2 separate regions of the Gadus morhua genome follow, and region 2 is linked to region 1. Evidence: chromatin contacts called from public Hi-C data. All regions are on one chromosome and are shown on one strand. The core of a region is the stretch at or near the end of the contact, and the rest is flanking DNA. Distances in the headings are between cores, read along the strand shown. Region 1 holds the start of akap7 (A-kinase anchoring protein 7). Region 2 holds the start of si:ch211-278j3.3 (E3 ubiquitin-protein ligase RNF19B).

The links. Hi-C and Micro-C count contacts between places; a contact is called where the count stands out from the background.
Region 2: a contact with region 1 is called in a Hi-C map of gill, with 2.2 times the contacts expected there. The contact joins the promoter of si:ch211-278j3.3 here to the promoter of akap7 in region 1. A contact is called at or near these places in 2 of 6 Hi-C or Micro-C datasets (gill and spleen).

Annotation. Positions count from the first base shown.
Region 1 is chr21:9,430,103-9,437,314 of gadMor3.0, reverse strand. It overlaps akap7 (A-kinase anchoring protein 7), which reads left to right and starts at 4,685. Exons shown (of 9, transcript XM_030346086.1): 1 at 4,685-5,336; 2 at 5,850-5,975; 3 at 6,379-6,530; 4 at 6,987-7,123. The coding sequence starts at 5,210.
Region 2 is chr21:9,561,621-9,568,832 of gadMor3.0, reverse strand. It overlaps si:ch211-278j3.3 (E3 ubiquitin-protein ligase RNF19B), which reads right to left and starts at 3,473. Exons shown (of 11, transcript XR_003974373.1): 1 at 3,296-3,473. znf513a (zinc finger protein 513a) reads left to right here and starts at 4,193. Exons shown (of 4, transcript XM_030346061.1): 1 at 4,193-4,438; 2 at 4,901-5,034. The coding sequence starts at 4,378.

The sequences.
Region 1 (7,212 bases), core at 3,436-5,935:
TGCAATGCAATGTGGGGAAAGGAAGTTGGTGGGGCTGACCAACACTGTTATGCTAAGAGCAGATCATGTCACTACAGTATATGTCCTTGTTTGAATAAAGAAATAATACTTTAGCCATCTCTTAACTAATATATAAGTATAACCATCTCTAACAGATTACCTACGCATCGCGTAATGAGCCAATTACCATAGCATTTTTCTCGTTAGCGTAGGTAGATCATACCAGAAATGCATTGCGACTGTAATGACGAGATATTGAGGTCTTCTCTCAGCCTACTTCCTTATGTGCAGGCGGGCGCTATATATTTGGCAATTTGGATTGGGCGAATTCTGTCAATCACTGCATTGACCAATTAAAATGCGTCTTTCACTTTCTATTTTGCCTTGGACAAAAGGGTGAGTTGGCCATGCCATTGTAAAATCAAATAATTTGATAGTTCATTTATATCTTATCCTTAACCAATGCTTTAAAGTTCGTCCTATGTACCATCAGGTTTAGGATTTAAGAATGGCGGGTTTATTAGAAAAAATAAAAGACCTCTACCCAGACCAGGCAAGAGCAATTGAAAGTAAGTTAAGTTTCCTTGCCTTGAATGAGTTTTCAGGCCGGATTCCTATTTTGTATTGTTTGTCATGTTTGTTTTATTGGTTTACTTTTAAGCATAGGCTGATGTAAATCGCAGGAATCAGCCAGACACCTTAAGTAAAGAATAATCGATATATAACATGGCTTTAGCTTATTTGTCAATAGCCTACATTAATCCTGCTTGTTTGGACAGAAGAAGATTTCCGCAGTGACGACGACATCCGGACATTGACCAAGGAGGATCTACATGAACTGCTTGGCCCTAAGAACCTCAAGCAGAGAAAGGCCGTTTATGAACTGATACACCAGCAGGTAAGCTTATCTGCTCCTGGAGCTAGTTTGACGTTTAGGCCTGTGTGTGAAACACCACATTGTGCTCTTGGTCTCCTAAGTGTTCCAAGTGTATTTTTTCAGAGGTTATAACAATTCATATCATGATGAACAGTTGAACTGTGTATTACAAATGTACAAGATATATATATATATATATATTTTTTTTTATATCATATAAAATCGATGTCTTATATTGTCTCATTCTTTTTTATGTGAGAACAAAGTGTGCAATAATTCCTAAGTATAGTTACAAATGACACATTTAACTTTAAACTAATGAATTTGTTTTTTGTGTAACTTTTTCCCTTCTAGAAGCCAATTGGGGATCTTTTAAAAGACTTAAAAGCTTTTATCCCTGCAGAATCTTTGGAAGGTGTGTATTATCCCCTAAAATATGTCCATTGGGTGTTCATGTTCTTTGTAATGTCCACTGTTATTCCTATTGTTGCTACTGAGCATTTCTCTGTCTATAGCTGCCCTGACAGAGAATGGGGTCTTGAGTGGCTACCTGCAGATCATGAAGGACTTGACGTCCCAAGTAGGAAAGGTCCAATCATTTTTGCAGGCACATGTGAGCCTGCTGGAGGAACACAGTTATGATTATAAGGCGGTGAAAGGTATCGTCATCCTATCTATTGTGCAATATAAAATAGCATAACAGAAAAATCATTATAAACCATCTCCTTTTCCTGGCATATGTGTTTCTTGAGAGCCAGAACACAATTTATCTATTATTTCGCTCAAACAAAAGCAAGGAATCTTCAAAATCATGTGCATAAATATGCGCTTTGTTGACTCAACAGTGCCACGCACAGGAAGTAATGCGCAACAAGTTAGCAATCTACCTCCAACACCAACAGGTATGTGTGGAATTATTGCTTAGAAATCATATTTTTGTCCCATGACCATCCAGTTAAAATTGCGTAGACATTCGTCAGCTATATTAGTGTGAAAAAATCTGTTTTGAATTCACTGCAGCTGTCTCTGTATGAGCCTATTTAGATGTCCTGTAACATATTGGTGCTCATCTAACCCTTTGTTAAACTTATCTGCTAGGTAAAAGTTCATCACCTGGATTCTGGAATTTTTTTGGTAAATATAGCTCAACTAATGTTATGCTCATTCGCAGTCACTCAAATATCCTTGATTTTCTTTTTTTTCTTTCAGCTAAAGGTGCGATTTGAGAGTTGTAAAGAGTGGAAGAGAGACAGATTTTGAAACTAAACACTTTCAAACGCAACAATGTCTGCCTATAATGAAAATTATTTCACGATTACCTACTAAACCATCGCAACCAACCCATAACTTTCTTTCCAATGCTCCTACGCTTCCAAAATGGAGGCGGTTATTGTGAGGTTACTTTGCAATTTACATATTTTGTGTTTTCTTTGTTCATTTGTTTGCTGTATTTATTTGCTCCCAAGGTTACGGGCATGCTAAGGAAGTCCCCATTTCAAGCTCTCCAGAGAGCGGTCAAAAAGATGGCTTTGACCTTAGATCAGATACTGACCCAGATCCTTATCCCAGCAACGTGGACCCAGATGAGCCACTAGGAGCCCACAAAGCACAGCCTGTAGCAGAGGTTTCATCCTCTGTTGCAACACAGCAGATAAGTATGACTGAAAGTAAGTACTCAACAGAATATTGCGTACACATAGACAAATATAAGCAATCACAAGGACCAACATCAATGTAAAGTTTTGGCGACCTGGAGATTTTGTTGCACCACAGCATAAAATCTATGAAGAACGGACCATACAAAAAAACAACAAATTACACCGTAATTAAGTTAATTATTTTTCTATAAATAGTTTTAATTTCCTGCTTATTTTTCAGAACTCCATACTGTAACATTCCAGTCTATTGTAAGCGGCAAAACATTAAACTGCGAAAATACCATATTGGAACAATTGAGGAACAGGGGAAAAGTGATTCTTACAGAGACAGAAGACAGCCCCCAGCTCATTATTGTGTTCTGTCCAATCACGTCACGGATTGACTCAGACTTGGAGAGTGTCATGAATAAACATCCAGGTAATGGCCATGGTTTAATTTTCCTTCAGACACATTGAAGTGCAACATGTCCGCTAATGATTGGCAATCAGTGTGATTTTTATCGTTATGTAGTGCTTGTCCAGGCCCCGTCACTAAAATATCCTCTCCCCTTCTTCTCTTTGTAGAGTCATTGGTTGACAAACCTGTTATTTTGGTGATGATGCATCACAGATACAATCCCAACGAAGTAGTCATCCAGAAGCCAGGGTCAGTCCTCAAGAAATGGAACATTGCGTTGGTTGTCAACGTTTTCTACCATGAAACCGTGCATGGATTGGTGCCCTGCGTCATGAACAACCAGGCGCTCGATGAAATGCACACCACATTAATGAAACACTGTGAAAAAAGCATCTGTGAATGTGTCGACGATAGCGACATTGCAATGTCGGACCCCTGCAGTCATAATAGCAGCGCTTCCGAATCGTTGGTTCAATCAGGAAATGACAATATTGCTCATGAATGCAACACTGGTACTAGTAGTAATGTCTTCTCCCAAAGCACTAGTAGTAGCAGCAGTTATGGTAGTCATGACAACCGGGGTGGTAGGGTTCCTAGTGTGGATACACGTCCCAGTGGAAGCCAAGGCAACCCAAAAGGTATGGTTTATAATGTCGCTACACGTCACAGCAGTTTGAGGGGTGATAATGACACATACACTTCTGGTTTTCATGGCAACCAAGTAGGTTTTGGTGGTAATGCCAGAACACGTAATAGTACGGATGGTAATGACCACAGTGCTGGTAAGGTAGATCAAGGAACCAGAGCTGGTGTAAGAAACCTCTCTAAGAGGAAATGATGGAAATTGTTCATCCATGTGCTGCCAGTGCTAGTAATGTTTTTTTTATTTTATTCCTCAATCAGGAATATTATGTTTTGTGTGAAACAATGGCATCATGGGGTGGGTTCATATTTTTGTATTAGATCAAAGGGTAGGCTTATCTTTTTAATGATTATATTTGTATAATAAGGTACTGTTACAAGAATGCTTCATAGATAGAAAATAATATGTTAATGAACCCCACCATGTTGCATTCCTTCAAGCTAAATCGTTCAAAAAACAACTAAGCCTTCAGTTCAGAGACCAATGTACCAATAACCAATGCAATGTATATAAAGTATATAAAGCCTTAAAGATTTACCAAAGCGTTCAATATGCTTCTGTGACTATGCAATGTAAAGAGTCCACAGATATTTTTACTATGAAGCATTTCAAATAAAGGCAATGGATTAATTCAATGCATCAATAATGTTTTTGAGACCTGTCCATCAAATTGTCCAAACTCACCAGCCTACTTAACTCTAACAATGTAAGGTTACTTTTCATCACGAGACTCTGTCTGGCAATGAAGAAAGGACTTCGATGTAAGGTAGTAAAAATTAGAGGCACCAGAGTGACAGAAGTAAAGTACAAAAAATACTAGCAACACAATTGTAGCTCTGAAAGTCTACCCTCCGCCCCCCGCTCTTGGTTCGTACAATAGCTGCTGATCAACGCTGTTCGGTGATTGAAAACCTACAAAATCACAAATGTAACTTTTAGTCCAATTGTTCTAAGGTTATATTAAGTTCACCCCCTGCGACCAAAAGTCGAGGCGTTCATTGCGATCTGACGTCACGATGTACAAGCCTGCTCAAGCTCTGTACACCCTTTTTGCCGAACTCCCCCAAAGCATGGCCCTGGCTGCGTTGTTTACAAACGGTAGCGGTTCCCGGAAGTGAAAGAAGCACATTCAGCACATGCTAGTAGCTGGTGCATGTGATGCTTTTGCAATGGCAAGTAGTCACGCAACATCTAACCGTTGCTAAATCAACGAGCGTTGTCTATACTTGACATTGTCGGATTTAACTATTCATTATACATTTAGTGAAGAAACAACAGCTTGTCGGCTAGCCAGCGATGAGCCCTACTCCAACCCTAATCTACTCCTCTCTTGACAGTGTACATTTTGAGACTTTGCTACAGGTGATCACTTCCCAGGGATCCCCCCGATTCCCCTGTACGATCTTCTTCAGCAAATTTGGGAAGAGTTACATTTTTTGTAATTTGCAGCATAGCGTTACACGCAATGATCGGGACAGTCATTTGTATATTTAAATCGATCGTTTTAACGAGTTAAAACCGAGGTCGTTATGAAAATGTAATCGTCGCCGGTTGTAGCCTAGATCCTACAGACATTAAGAGGCTGGGACGGTGGGAGAACACATGTATATGGTTGTCTGTAGTAGCTGGGGGGCATGGAGAATGTTACTGGTCCCTGTGATGACGGGGATGATGTTGTAGGACACAGAAGTCAAAATGATGTATTCGTGACAACGGGCGCGATGGATCCAGTCCAAAACGAATCCACCTCCACACCGCTTGGTGAGTGATCTGGTCTGCCTCACCTTGCCAATATTTCGTGATACCTTTTATTCAAATAGCTTCTATATAGGTACAGTACAAATGACAAAGAATGTATGGGATGCTTGACAAACGTCAAACAACTTTGCACCCCTGCTTGTCATTTTTTTTTACTGTGCATAAACATTTGTGTAGGCCTATAAGTAAGTGTACGTTTGTCAGATTTTAAGATTTTCTTTTAAACAGATTTTGTTGTCTACGGGTATGAAAACATTTGCAAGGATTAACCACACACACCCTCAGGCTTGTGTTTTGAGTATCATCACATGCTCATAAGCTGCGTGCCCTCATGTGGGAAGGGAACTCCTTATTTTATATCATTAGAGTATTAAACACAGCGCTGTGTGAGCAACCACAGGCTTCCCCCCCACTCCATCATCTTATTCCCTAATACACAATTTTGTCCGATTTTGTCCTGCCTTCGTATATTTCTAGACCTCTCTGTTTTGACTTCTGTTATGTCTTCCTATGCAGCCAAAGATATCCCAACGGAGAGGAAGACAAGGGTGAAAAGGGAGAGAAGAAAAATGCTGAAGAAAAAATCCCCCGTCATCGATCATTCACCAGCCTCGGAGGGCTCTGCTGCATCAAAACAAGGACGTACGTATAAATTGTTTATCCCCTCCTTGGATCCTTTCATTCCAATTTTGTATAGAAATAACAAACTTTCCGCATTTTCCAACATCTTATCTTGGCTCCAATGGATAGACCAAACAACTTTAACTTGACAATGTGCCTAGCAATTTTTGGCTCTCTGCTTAGCTTTATGCAGTACCGAAGGCACAAGCTGTTGAATGTAGCATCATGCAACATGTTGAAGACTTGAAAAAATCGCTAGACTCATGCGTTATCCTGTCTACTTATTTGTAAGCGAAACCATATAAATGCTAATTAATCGTTTTCCAAAGCAAAATGGAAATAAAAAACGTACAACTTCATGAGATTCATTGTATCATGTTCCAGCTCTTCAACTGGGTCCGGCTTGTATTTTTCTCATTTGCAGTCACAGAGTCCGAGTCGAGCCAGAAGAAGATGAAGAGGAAGCTAGGGGACTCCGGAGCCCGTGTGGACAGCGAAGAGGAGAAGAAGACGAAGAAGCAGAAAGGGAGCCAGCGCCCAAACTACTTTGTCTCTATCCCCATCACCAACGCTCAGGTCAGTGTCTGGACGGAGGCCGATATCCCCATTTACACAGACATGGAATGATATTTGTTTCAGTGTTGGTCTTCCAAAAGTAGTTGTTGCTTGCCTCCACTCAGGTGGAGTCGAGCAAAAAGTTAGTACTTTGTTTTTGGATTGATTCTATGGTTATGACGGTACATCCGAATTAAACAAAACTCGCAGCTCCTTTTTTTTTTGTTGCCATTTTTTTCTACGTTACAGTATCCATGTAATTTCTACAATGTTGGTTACTCAGCAGAAAATAGTATTGTTATGATGTCATTAGTTTTGATGACTTATTTGTGACGTTGAAGTTCGTATACGAAAGCCAAGCAGAGACACCGGGTGCGAGGAGGTTCTAAGTAAGGGGAAAGAGGCCGGCTCTCTCAGATATGAAACGTGTGATGAGCATGCATTCATATTGAAGTGTGATGACGTCTGCTGTTACAGATCAGTGCAGCTGTTGTTGAGGTCCAGGAGTCGGTGCTTCAACAGGAGCCCCGATTGGTCAAAGCGATGATCCCTGCCCCCACTTTGCACATGACCCTATTGGTCACTCATCTCGCCAGTCAAGAGCAAATAAGCCTGTAAGTGAACGCACATACCCCCACGCAAGCATATATGCACTTACCCCTCTTTTGAGAGGGTGTGCAAATGTGTGCAATCAATTGTAAAG
Region 2 (7,212 bases), core at 2,224-4,723, 130 kb before region 1:
ACCTGATCTTACAATTTATTCTCATAGCCTCACATTCATCTGTGTTATGTTTAAAGTAATTTGTTCATTCAGTAGATTTTCAGTTTTTTAAGCCTAAAGTGTAGTTACAAGTGTATAAGGGTTTGAAACCTGTAACCTTTCATTCATAATCAAACTAGATACAGAAACAAATGATGACCTTCAACAATTGTCGTAAACAAGGGATATTTGCTTTAAGAGATATGACGACTTAGCCAACTGCCCTTCAAACTACAATGCTGTGTGATGCACTACTTCAGGTGCAGCCCTGACTGGAGCAACAGATGTCAACAACATCACCAAACGTTGCTTTCTACTTTGGCGGTGGAGCACAACAAACGATTTTGACGTTGGCAACTTTGCAGACAGTCAAACGTGTTGAAGCAGCCTACAGGTAGACTGCAAACCGGTTCAAAGCCAGAACCCTTCAGCTCAGGAGTCCAGCACCTTCACCAATAGACTAAAAGGTCAGGCAGTCGATACAGAGAGACGAGCAATGAGCCAAACAAAGGCTATAAGGTGTTTGAGGCTTAGCTTAGGAGGCACAGAAAAAGACGAATGGTGCAAGTAGACAGCAAGACAGTGAGCCCCTTCTGGTTCCACAAGCAACATGCTTGACTAATGACATCTTCCATTCAGAAAGACACCCAAGCGATTAATACTGTGACAAAGACATTACCAAGTGCAAACTACAATTCAAAGGATTCTTCTTCATTGTCTCATTGATTATAAAGCACACCATCACAGAACCATCACAGGAGGAATAAGAGAGCATGTGACAAATTGAACCAACCCCATGTCAAATAAAAATGATGGGGAGTGACGATGTGCAAAGGGGATACAGACTTCAGCCATTTTTGGATAGGTCTCCCAAATATAACTGCACGCAGCCTACACACAACGTTGAAGCGACATGGAATGTCATAATTATGTTCGTGTTGTTCTTGGTTTCACTGAACGGATCATTTCTGCAGAACATTCAGATTTCCCGGAAGAAGCTTGATCCACACCACAAACGTCTGCGTTTTGGAAAAAAGTTCCAGCACAGGATCCTTAAGACACCGACCAAGAGAGGAAGGCATAAAATAATGTGGTGTGTATTTATAGAAAGAAAACCTCCCACACGTTCACATCAAGGGACTGCCCAGGCAACACACATACACGTGCAATTATATACTGTGGACATGGACCAAAGTATTTATGTTGTGAATCCGAAAACATGGTTATTTTGTGAACAGTAGAGCAGAACTAGGCCTTCACACGTTGACAAACATCCTTTTCACACGTTTGACTATGAAATAAATATGACAAATCTGAAAATGATGTAACCGGTGTTACAATTCCAAAATCATAACCAACACGGCTTGCAGGATTACTGAGGTTTAAAGGGCGAACACAAAATCCACCCTCAAACTTTGTCCTAATAACAACTGTATGTCATTGGAAAAAAATACAAACAAAAAGCAAAGGACAGCTACTCGTTTTACTTTGAAATTGACACAGATAAGGTACATTTTCTGGAATAAAAGTAAAATCGACCTTGTGGTTACAGTAAGTGCCCGTGAAACACTGCACGAGGAGAATGGCAGATATAAGGCTGGTGTTTTGTTTGTCGCAGAACGGGGCCAAGGGTAGAGGTCTACGGAGTATTAGGTAACCATGCTAGCAAATAGGAGGTAAAAGCCAGTTAATGTGGAATTAGGGCCCATGGGACAAACCCTTTCTGGAAGCCAGGGGATATTTTTTTGGATATTTACCAGCCACCATTTGTCAGATGAGGGTTTAAAGCAAGCTTCTTCTATTTGTGTCATCAGGCTGCCTGTTGTAGGCCTAGCTGGGTCATTCTACATAAATACATATTTACTACTAATTTAGTACATTTACAATAGTTCTTAAACCCAAACTGCTATTTTGAGTTATCCAGGACTATGTAAAAACAGTTTTTGTTATAATAAATTACTATGATTTAAATAAATAATTACCACCGACACCTTAGAAAATGTTGAAAATAAATTAAATATCTTTCTGGGATGACAGGAAAGCTAATGTACAGGAGCAGCAAGGGGCCATAAAGAGAGATAAGACTGGACTAGGACAAGAGCAAGATGGACACTGAATATAAACCAATGACCCACTAACCTCAGCCTGAAGATGTGGCAACAGCACAGCCAACGTCAATACAAGACTCTGTGGATAAACTATATTTGTTTTGTAACACTTTTTTTTAACCACATTTTTCTAGTTTGTTCTTGCCTCTTCCCTCTCTTTCTTTCCCAGCCACCAGAACCCTTTAATTCACACTCAACAATTCGTCTCTACAATAACTCATTCACAAATAGCAACACAGCAAAACACAAGAACAAGAAAAGAAGAAAACTCTAGCTGCTTCATAGAATATAACTCAAAATAAATAAAGGCGAAATGTTTACAAAATCTGTGATCAGAACTACATGATATAATGCATGAATACGGTTATAAATAAATAAACGAAGGTTTCAGGCATGTGCTTCATTTTCTCGTGGATGTATATATAAAAGGACGAGACACAACAGCAAGCTGTTGCTATGCAATCCGATGACCAAAGGTCAGTTTTCACGATGAGTTCTTCCGTCTCGGGGAGAGGAGGAGGAGGAGGAGGAGGTGGATGGGGAGGCATGGCGATACACCATATTAAATATCTCTTCACTGGACAGCAGCCCACATCAGCAATGCGGCTTTCAGGAACCGTGAAAAGCGACCTCAAACTCAGAGAAGCCACACACACCTCGTGTGGGCTATGAGTCCTGCAGCATCCTTATGCAATTCTCATCACTTTGGCTCCATCGTGCAATAAAATATAGGCTTTCCCTAATATAATAAATAACGCGCATATAGGTTTTCCAACGATTAAGGTACATTGAGTAGATTTAAAAACCCTCTTTATAAACAAAATACATTTTACAGCCTTCACATTTGCCTACCTACAACTTAATGCGGTATCTAAAATAAACGACGGTTTCCGCAAAGCTCTCGGACTTATGAAGGGAAACATCCACTTAAATTATTCAAAGGGGGTATGGGGTCTGTTCAGGGCATCAGTGGGCTATTGCAGGGGAGTGGCAAGGTTAACAGGCTATGGACATTGTTGTCAATTTCCAGAAAACATTGTCGGCTAACAGCTACAAACAACGCATACAGCGCAGTGCATGAGCGCAAGACCGTTCACATAGCGTGAACGTATTTTTTTAAGGAACGCACTATTGTAAAAACCCATCTTGTTACGTAAACAGTGCCTTACCTCTTCCCTGGCGCGTTGTGTCTCTGTGTGTGTGCAGTGTGTTGAATCGACCACTGGCTCCTCCCCCTTCAGCACCACGGCACGGTGACAGAATCCCCTGCCTTTAATATCCGAGCAGAAACGAGCAGCGAGGTGGATTCTGTAGGGTGGCACCGCCACAGCCAGAGAGCGTGACGTCCTCCCCATCCACTGTAATAAAGCAGTGCGCGACATGAGAGGAGGCTCACTGCAGAGACTCCAACCAATAGGATGACGCAGAAATCAAGGATCCCCCACCAAACATAAACAGGAACGCTCCAGTTAGAAAAAAAACAAAATAGAAATAGAAAAATAAAGCATTCTTGGGTGTATTTTCTCACGTCTTTCTTTTTCCCCCCGAATAGCCCACGGTCAATGTAAGTTGCAAGACAGGCCCCCAGGCTAAGTAACAACTGAAAGGCCTTCATGATATTCTATATAGCATGTGCACGGATGTCGAAAGGCAGCTTTGAACCTAACAGTTAATTGCTGCACTGTTTTCCTAGGGAGAGGAGAGGAGAGGTGAGATGAGGTGGAGAGGAGAGGATGAATAAGAATTATGAATAACTCTAATTGTATTCGTACATTTATTGTTAAGATAAAAAGAAAAGAAACAGAAGACAACATGTAATTTACAATACACTGTACAGTACATTCAGTCAACTATTACCAATACTAACATATTGGTTTTTGTTCTCGGATGTTAAAATGGTGGATAATAACTATTTATAAATTAATATCTATATTTAAACCATTATGACCCGCCCAACTACCGTTGTTCCAGTTTTGACGACTTCTGCGAATGAATTCATCTGTTTTTGTTCATTTTATTGCCCGATCTTAGAACTACAACTCCCATGATGCATTGGTCCAGACCACCGGAAATTGTTTTCGGAAGCGGAAACCGCCGATTGAGCGGAAGAGAATGTACACAAGGAATATCACAAAATCAATTAAGTTATGAAAAACACCATTAATTGCTTTTCTTTGTCGCCGCGGCATATAAAGAAATGGCGGCTCTTCAGACGCAGTGCTCTTGATTCAAACTCTCAAACTCTGCATGTATGACGAGATCAACGACGCGCGTAAACATCGCCATCGAGACGAGCATGCACATATATTTTGGTGAGTTAGCTTGAGGGGCTAAGTGAAGTAAATAGCGGCTGTTTGATTTGAACAGCAGTCGGTGATGTGTTTAGCTGCAGCTAACGTTAGCCAGTTGGTGTAATTAGCAGCCATACTTGAATGGCAACGGTGTCTTTGGTGTGAACGGTGCCCTGCATGATCCCACGGAAGCGACGTCTTAAAAGTCTGCTATTCGTTTTGATGATTTCAAGCTGAGGTATCAGGTTTATCAGTGGAGATGGGTAGCTTGTCACTGCTGGTTGAATCATCTACGGCTGACCTTTTGATGTTTTCGTTGGATGTAATTCCTCGTTGTACATTTAACGTCGATTGTATTTAATTACAATGATGCAACATCGATATGGCACGATGCATGTAAACTCTGGTTGATTTTCGATCTGCTATTTAAAACGTCTGCTTAAATCAGGCCGATTTACATTTTTCTCATTTATTTCCTCGTAGAGTCACTAAATAGGTTTGACGTAAATAAGAATGACCTGATGATCCTGGGAGATTTCCAGAAGAGGTTTCAAAACAAAGAGGGGTTTACCGGAAGATGCCCAGAAAAAAACAACAGAATCCACAGCCTGTCAAATGTAAGTGATTTGCGCTCACCGTAAAATGTCAAGCACTATAACAATCCATATATCTGGGAAGTGGCACTTTCCTCTGTCAATCTGGATAACTCTGTTGCTCCATAAAATAAATGGTGTCAATCATATGGTTAACTAAGCATATATTATAAAGGTAGCCTGCATTGTGTGAATGTATGCAAAGGTCCCCTATTTACATAGGGACTTTTGATCGCTTTTGGCCTCCAGTTTGTATAGTTAACTGGGTAGTTGTTGCACCTAGCATTCATCATCAGCTTCAGCCCAAAGCGTAGTTGAATGGTTAAAGGCGCAATGTGTAACATTTCAACTAGCTCATAGCTTAAAACTGCCTGGACATATCTAGTTAATGCTGATCGATAATGGTTTCAATAATGTTATCAGTAGGATCACTTCCTATAGCTGATATATTCTCTGGTCAGCCAATAACATAGATGGCGATGCACCCAGAGCCCCTCCTACTAACACCACCAGAGCAGAGCAGGCTAGAGAGGACATAATTCTGTTATTGAGTTGTTTTTATTCTGAAAGACTCCTGCCTTACAGCTAGGAGCTCCATATTATGCATTGCAACTCCAACAATAGAGTAACCATATGGTGTTCTCACAACAACTGCATGTCAATCGTCTCTGCAAAAAAAAAAATCTTCTAAATGGAACAATTCAATGATTCTCATTATAGTATTTTATGACGCAACTTGGATAGGGAGTTTAAAAAGACGTCTCTCACCGCATATATCCAAAAAATGTCCATATAGACTATTCATACTATTTGCCCAGCAGTTACTTCATTGAAGCTTCTACATTGCTGTGCTGCTGCGTGTTTTGATCCAAACTATCCACAAGATGGCAGCAATGCACTAGAGAGAAATTGTAAATTATGCATTTTAGTATGCAGTGTTTCCTTTTTTGCAGGAACAGCTGTCCTGCTCCTATGTTTCTCCATGTATTTCTCTAAACTGTCCACTAGATGGCAGCATTGTGCTATGGCAACTGTAGGATGCATGTGTAAACGCTTCTGTGTCGTCATCGGGAAGGCGTTTTTCCTATTTTAAAGGAACAGATGTTTTCAAGGTTGTTGGAAGTTAATGATTTATCAGACACGATCTATGGGGACATTGATGGCTCATCCCACGATACATCACCGAAGTAATATCAGATAAAAATGATTAATCCCTAGAGATGCAGGTGTTACAGCAGCCACATTGAAAGGAGAGAGTAAACTAAACAGATGGGTGTGTGTATACACATATATATGTATATGTACTTCTATGCAAGTATACAAGTCACTAAAATAAAGAGGACCTTTCCATAATCCTTTGAAAGTATTCGAACGCACTCGAAGTTCATGACCGTGTACTTTTTACTCTTTTTCACCTACTAGGATGTCATTCCTTCTACCAGCTCTAACATTAGTCTTACATGAGTTATGTCACGTTGAAGGTCGTTTCTTGATCTGCACGAACGCATTGCATTACGAAAAAATAGCTGGCTTACCAGATGTAATTCTAAATCTAAATAAAATGCTAATCATTTAATAATAGATTTTCTATGTGAACCTTCCAAACATGAATTAACCTTGGATGGCAGCCTGCAAATTGAACCATTAACTTGAACGCTTGAAATTAATAAATAAAATCGAATGTTAGATTTATAATAACAATGTACAAAATAAAATATATATTTCTTAGCACAATCTGTGGCTGCTGTCATCTGTTAGTGATAGCCCCGAAAGGAGGACAATGTTCACATTTTTTATCAAATACGATCAATATTGGCTTATTGTAGAATTGTTATACGTATAAATACACAAAGCAGAGGGCCCTCAGAATCTATATTAAGGGGGAATTTTGTATAGTTTATGTGCAATAATAGATCGGTGTATAAAGGGTCTTTTCGAGCTTCAAGTCATTGAACGTTCAATGAATGATCACCCCTTATTCTTAAATAATTTCCTCCAGGATCCATTAAGTCATCCGTATCTGTGTCCTATTATTTCCCTCAACTCCAACTCCAGCCCTTTATCGTGGCGCCGTGTCTTAACGGATGAGCCTCCGGTAGCCGTTAGTTTTATTTGGCTGCAGAACACACGCTGATTAGACGCCACCGAGGAACACATTTTGGTTGGCTGCTGAACTGGCAAATGGTGCTCGCCTTCATTGGA